Regions from separate parts of the Hordeum vulgare genome. Here region 1 is linked to region 2. The links are chromatin contacts, called in public Hi-C maps. All regions are on one chromosome and are shown on one strand. The core of a region is the stretch at or near the end of the contact, and the rest is flanking DNA. Distances in the headings are between cores, read along the strand shown. Region 1 has its middle 220 kb from the start of LOC123397754. Region 2 has its middle 160 kb from the start of LOC123397754.

What was found. Hi-C and Micro-C count contacts between places; a contact is called where the count stands out from the background.
Region 1: a contact with region 2 is called in a Hi-C map of leaf, with 5 times the contacts expected there. The contact joins two enhancer-like sites. A contact is called at or near these places in 4 of 6 Hi-C or Micro-C datasets (leaf, seedling and an unstated tissue).

What each region holds. Positions count from the first base shown.
Region 1 is chr5H:345,769,093-345,772,806 of MorexV3_pseudomolecules_assembly, reverse strand. No RefSeq gene overlaps it. Among protein-coding and RNA genes, the nearest start is that of LOC123397754, 220 kb to the right of the region's middle. Within about 2 kb of position 2,201, at least 2 of the 3 cell types and tissues checked have open chromatin away from gene starts, as enhancers often do. A contact at or near this core is called in leaf, where this site is marked.
Region 2 is chr5H:345,715,490-345,718,868 of MorexV3_pseudomolecules_assembly, reverse strand. No RefSeq gene overlaps it. Among protein-coding and RNA genes, the nearest start is that of LOC123397754, 160 kb to the right of the region's middle. Within about 2 kb of position 1,393, at least 3 of the 3 cell types and tissues checked have open chromatin away from gene starts, as enhancers often do. A contact at or near this core is called in leaf, where this site is marked.

The DNA of each region.
Region 1 (3,714 bases), core at 952-3,451, 53 kb before region 2:
AAACCTGACCCAAATTATCAGGTCTCATATATCCCTTTTTTTCCACCAACTGTATATTTATCTCTCAAGACTCCCCCTTCTGTTTTTTCCCAGGATATCTCCTTCCAAAATCTCACGTATCTCCAAACCGGAAAATCTCTCACATATCTTACTCACGTCTCCTTAACCATTGATTTGATGGGCCCAATTGATTACATCTTAAATTTATATAAACTCTGGACCACCCAACAAGATATTACGTACTCCCTCCGTTCTAAAATATAAGACCTTTTAGAGATTTCACTAGGAGACTACATACAGAGCAAAATGAGTGAATGTACACTCTAAAATATGCCTATATACATCTGTATGTAGTTTATAGTGCAATCTCTAAAAGGTCTTATATTTAGGAACGAAGGGAGTACTATACAACAAGATTTGTGAAAATACAAAACGTATCTGCGTGCATGTATTTCTCCCAAAAATATCTGCATGAATGTAAAAACCGAAAAAGTGAAGAAACAAACTTTAATTGACTCTTTTCTTTTAACTAGCATGCCTTGCTCATCTCCTGAAAACGTGCAAGGCAGAAAGCTTCCTTTGCGGTCGTTCAAGTCTCATCAGAGCTGATCACCATACCATTGTCCATAGAAACTATATCTTCTCTATGATCTTTCAGTGCTGTGCAGATTGTGTGCTACGCCGACGGCGGCCACTTATGTTTCCTCCGACTCCAAGCGAAAAATCAAGCGTGCGTACATACTTCCACTGCTGCACTGCCTAGGCTCTGCATACTCGGCATCAACAATAGTGTCGCGCATTATTTTGAGATTCAAGTCTAAAAATATTTTGAAAAAAGTAAGATTTAGTGTACGCGCATTATTTTGAGATTCAAGTCTAAAAATATTTTGAAGATATACATTTTTATTCATATACCACTCGAGTCTGTGACAAAATAAGCCATGTCATGAGATGCTTACTATGAAGTGTTATTCTTTATATAATTCTCCTAAGCTCCTTTGAATAATTTTATTTCACCCAAGAAAATATTTGTTGTTTTGCATTTTATCATCTATGTTAAGTTATATGTAGTAAGTATAGTCATGTGCATTTGTTAGGTACTCACTTGGTTTTTAGTACATATGAAAAATCCTTTTGTTCAGAATTTAATGATTTAATTTTTTTGGGAGATGGAGCCACGTTTTATTGGTTAAAGCTATGGTTAAAAATGAGTGCCGAAAGTCACGTGCATCCCTTATGTACTTATGTCGACCGACTGATTTCGAGAAATAGGCAATTTACAAGAAGTGATACCTAAGATAGTGTCAAAATACCATAGTAGAAAACGAAGAATGTAATTTTCAAGTTATATTTTTAGTTATATATAACTATAGAATAAACAAATTACTAATTCATGAAGCTTCGAGATCAGATAGTTTCTACACTTGGAAAAGGAAAATATATTAGTCAACTCCTAAAAGTCAATATTGGAAACTCACATTAGTTCAATGAATCAATTGTAAACGATTAATAAGAACTACAAACTTAGATTAGTTCTCGCTATCTAAAACAAGTTACAAGTACTGCATAATATCGATTATTCATATATTATATAAACTGATCTAGCCCGTGTGAATGCACGGGTTGTCGACTAGTGTGTGTAAAAATTCATGATGAAATACCTTGAGTTGCGACCTGTACAAAAAAGATAAATTCGTGGTGTGAGAGGATGAATAGTATCATGTGTTAAACTACCTCAAATTTATCTTTTTTGCATAGCCCTCATTTCAATGTATTTTGAACAAAAAATTTACACACATGTGTGTTATATCTTCATGTATATCTATATTTTCTTTCAGATTTTTTTGAAATGTACAAATATGAATTTTGATGAAATTTCAAATTTGAATTTGAAGGCCTCACTGGAGGCCGAGCTCCAAAAGGGATTTCCGAATGAATCATCCAGTGGCATCTTGCCAATTTCACCCATGGTTAAGAAGTGCACTCGAGTGTACGTACGATGGGAAAGTGACACGTCAATAGGGAGCACTCAGTTGACAGGAGAACTAATGAGAACACCAGACACGGTCATGAATTAACGGGGGCCCCATCCATTTAGTCAGTTAACTGTTGAGACGCAAACGCATCCATCGCCACACAGCTGTGCAGCATATTTTGACCAAATGAAGCAAGGAAAGACGATGCCTTGCATGGGACGATCGCCACAAACGTTACATCGGTGGCGGTTGGGATGTTAATTGTCGCCTTGGACCAAAGCGGGACAGGTGTGCACAAAAATACAGAGTTTGCTACTTGTAGTAGCTGCCAGTGGAACATGGCCTTGTGAGACAAATACAGTAACAGCATTTTTAACTGGCCCAATGATCGTTCCTCGAAATGTAAAACAGCGAACAAAACCCAAATACATGCTGCACAGCTTGTCAACAAAAGGCATCCTCTTTCATGTAGCAACATATGCTGCACAACTTGTCCGTAGGCGCCCTTCAATTAGCTTAGCCGTGAGCCCGTGGCCTTTTTCTCGATCTATATTCATCTCTTTGTTGCTCTCGTTGGTTATTTTGTTTCTGGCCGAACGCAGCTTTCCTCCCTTTCTCGCTCCATCATTGTCGATTTCCGCATGCACACTCGATGCATGCAGTCCATCCTACACGACAGGGGCAGGATGGGAAGTCTCTTTCTTCTGATGCAATATATCAAGACGGTTATACGATGTAGACTTCGACTTTAGCAATCACTATTATTTCCGATATTTCCAATTTCCATATGTGCACTAGTCTTAGATATATGCTTTCAAAGGTTATAATCCTCCGAGGCGCGGCAATCATCCATGACCGCTTGAACCACCACACCTCCGTCGGGGTTGTTCAACCCCGCACATTTCACACAAACAAATTATGATTGACAATATTTATTAAAAAGGCCTGCAAAATTTGTGAAATGCACTTGTCGACCGTTTGCTTTGATGTCTTTCCAGTAATACTGCCGGTGGAGTCATTGTGGCTTGGCAATACGACAAGGTTTTGGTTACTAGCTCGCGTGTTGACCTCTTCTCGATCATGTCGTGTCTCAACAACAGTGAACCGTGGATACTCATCAAGGTATACAGGCCAACTATTGATAATCGCAAGGTGCCTTTCGTTGAAAGGTTGTGCTTGATCGGTACCGCTTCTCCTAGTATGTGGGCGACCGCTAGGTCAATCTGATTGTGAACACTGTGGACAAGAGCAATGACCTTCTCAATAGGCCTATGATGGGCTGATCTAGACGACTGCTCAATGACCTTCAGGTCAAGGAGGCGGGGCTTATTGGCATGTGATATACGATAAGAAGGAGCGACAAGGGCTGACTTTGTAGAAGATCGACATGTGGTTCGCTTCCGTGAACTGGAAGGAGCAACAAGATTGCTCCCTTCTGCAAGCGCTATCCACTTCCCCTTGGACCACCATCCGATCATGATGTCGACCAATATGGCCTTTGAGCGGAAGGCGTGGTTCCATTTCTAATCCTTCTGGCCCATGATCCCACAAGGCAGTCTCTAGAAGATGACTTTTCGTCCTTCTATCAATAATCGATTTATGAAAGCGTTCTGGCAGATCAAGCCTACGACCAGAGAGTCTAATATATGGAGCCAGTGGAATATCGGGAACATCAAGTATCATTTGTTGCTTGCGAACGAGGTTGTTTCGATTTTGGATATGGTGTTGGACTCTAGTA
Region 2 (3,379 bases), core at 144-2,643:
AACTTTAGCCTCTTAAAGAGGCTAGTTTTAGTCAGACTAGTTTTAGTCCCTTGGATCCAAGCACCCTCTTACTTATTTTGTTGTTCAAGTTCTTTGGTTTAGGTGAACACTTCTTTTTCGTGATGCGTGATGTATTGCTTTATTTTTGTTTTCGGCAGTATTCGTTTCAGTTTCTTTATATTTGTTTTTGTTTCTAAAAATACAGATGTTGCGGCACTCATTTCCTTCCATTTTCGTTTGGCAACCGTCAATACAACTAGTGACGATTCTAGTAGGGAGGCTTCAATAGGTTGAAGTCTACCCTTCAAAATTCTATTTCAGTTAAATATAATATACTACATTAAGGTGTTTTGCATGTAATAACTTTAATGTATTTACTAATTAGATTTTGTATAAATTAATGATTTGAGCCTATCCTCTACTATCACGTTAGATTCGTCACTGGATTCAACTATTTCCTAACAGAGAGTACAAATATAGCAACCGTTGATACGAGCACTACGTTTTAGAGGATGTTTGGATACGTTTTAGTCCCATGATTAAAAGTAGTGAGAGGGTGCTTGGATCCAAGAGACTAAAACTAGTCTGACTAAAACTAGTCTCTTTAAGAGGCTAAAGTTCCAAGCACCCCTGACTAAAGAGAGGCTAAAACTAGTCTTGAGGTTAAAATCTTTTAGTCAGGGGTACCCCTACTAAAATGTGCATTAGTCCTCTCTCTCATCATTTAACTCCTCATGTAAGTTCTGGATTGGACAGTTTGGAGGATAATAAATGCACATTAACTTGATTTTAGTCTCTTTAGTACTTGGATCCAAGCATGGGTGAGGCTAGCAAGTTTTAGTCTCACTACTTTTAGTCATGGGACTAAAACGTATCCAAGCACCCTGTGAGACTAAAACTTGCTAGCTTTGTCCATGCTTGGATTCAAATACTAACGAGACTAAAATCAAGTTAATGAGCATTTATTATTCTGCAAACCTCCAATCCAGAACTCATCTGAGGAGTTAAATGACGAGAGAGATGACTAATGCACATTTTAATAGGGGTACCCCTGACTAAAAGATTTTAGCCTCTAGACTAATTTTAACTTCTCTTTAGTTAGAGATGCTTGAAACTTTAGCCTCTTAAAGAGACTAGTTTTAGTCAGACTAATTTTAGTTCCTTGGATCAAAGCACCCTCATAATTGCTCCAGCCGTGTGGCAAGTAGTTGGATTCGATTTGTGCTTGTAGCAAAAGCACGAGGCATACAAGCCGTTCGCGTGCGGAGGCAGACGGTTGGGTTGTTTGTTTGCTTGTGCCGTTGGGAATCTGGATGGATTTGATGCTTGGACAGTTCTCATTTCGTAGGAGTTTGGGCTCGTAGAGGGAAGTCGTTGTCGGTTGGAGGGGAGGCGCAGAGTCGCGGACAGCCTGGCTGCGGCACGGCACTGAAATGATTCCGCCCCCCTTTGTGCCACGTCACCACGCTCCGTTTCGTCGAATCCTTTTCTTTTCCCGGCGGTGTCTTCCCATTATCTCTCCATCCCAACGAACGCTTCTTTCCTATACGTGCCGGTGTCTTCCGATTTCTGTATCGCCATATCGGCCATGCCTCGACTATCTCTGCATCGCAACGAACCCTTCTTTCCTATGCGTGCACACGGACAGAGCAATTTCAATGCAACGATCCATTTCGTCCGACGTCGTCCGTTTGGGTCAGCGCGTTGTCCGTGTAGATCCATTGTCAAAGCGTGACCGTTTCGCGTCTGTGTCGATCCATTTCCGACGCAAATTTGGGATTAAATACGTCGGCGCTGGCGGGAAGCGGACGCGTGCTCCCTCGGTGTCCATCCCCAACCACCGCGGTCAACATAATTTATGACGGCCGTCATCCTCGGACCCACGCGTCGGGTTCGACCATCTGCTTCCAGAACCCTCCTCCGTCCCCATCTCGCCACCCTTCTGTTTCCCCGTCGATGACCCAACAATCATAGACAACTGCGACAACCTCGTCGTTTATGCCGTGAGATGCTGCCAGAGGAGGTCGCCTACCTGCAGGCTAAGAGGGCGATGCATCAGACGCACAAGTGCGCCGTGCTACGCCCGACTTTTTTCAGAACACCCTCGTCGTCGACCCTCGTGCGCTTCTTTCAGAGGAGGTCGCCTATCTTCAAGCTAAGATGGCGTTCTGCCTGGCGAACGAGCGTGTCCGTGCTGCGCCATCGCCGACACCAGCACTACCCGCGCCGGCACAGCCCGCCCCCATTCCGACACAACCCGACCTCGCCCCCGCGCCGGCATAGCCGCCCCCACTCCGACACAGCCCGACCTCGCCGCCGTCGCCGAGGACGTCTAGGTTTTTTCTTTTTCATTAATAATGTAACGCTGGACTCTCGTCGGCCTTCGTGGCCGATTTTTTTAATGTTTAAATTATGCATGTTTGATGTACGTCGGTAAAAATGAGTCGAGTCAGCGTTGGACGCATGCGTCAATCCAAACGTCGAAGCGGAAGTTTGTGTCCGGCTGTCCGACCCAAACGGACGCCATTGAAGTTGCCCTCAAGGTACTGATCAGATGACTCATCAGAATTGATGGCACCTCCGACTCCGATGAGCAGCAGGCGACGTGAACTCATCACTCATCACCCATCGAGTCGTCGCAGATCCGGGGAAGGGGAAGGGGAAGGAGAAGCACGCAGAACAAACAAGAGACCAAAGGCCGCCGGACGCGGCAGGTGGAGCCCACGGGGAATGGCGTCCAGGCTGTCGAGTCAAAACGGCAACGCAACGGCGCCGCATGCACGTACGGCTGTGCTGGTCCGGCCCCCGCGTCACCGTCCCTTTCCGACAACCTTCGCATTCCTACCTCTTCACCTTCAGAATAATACACCACTCCCATCGTTACGTGATCAGCTAATTGTCTATAGTTATCTTAAGATAAACATTTCTTTGTTTATGCCCATCCTTATCTCCGTGTGCTCGGTTCAGTCGAGCCATCTCACCTCGGGTTGGGACCCAAGGAATAGTCAGTCAGTCACACACATGCAGGGCTCATCAAATCAAGCAGGCGACGCAACGTAGAGTACTGGGTTTTGGACCAGGAATTATACTACTTTTTTTTTTGAACAAAGGAATTATACTAGTAGTACTATTCTACTGGTACTGGTAAAGCAGAGCAGATAAAACCATGGCCCCGGACGACACACGTGTGGACGACAAGCGACGGACGGCCCAGATCTCGGATCTCGCCAGCCCCACCACCGTTATCAATCATGAACTGCGCCGGTGGGGCCGCGCGTGGGCATCAGCAACACGTGAAGAATACCTATCTCATTCCTTCCGTACGTGTTCGTCTGCGCGTGGGATTATGTTTCGATTAGATTACACGGAGCTTGAGACG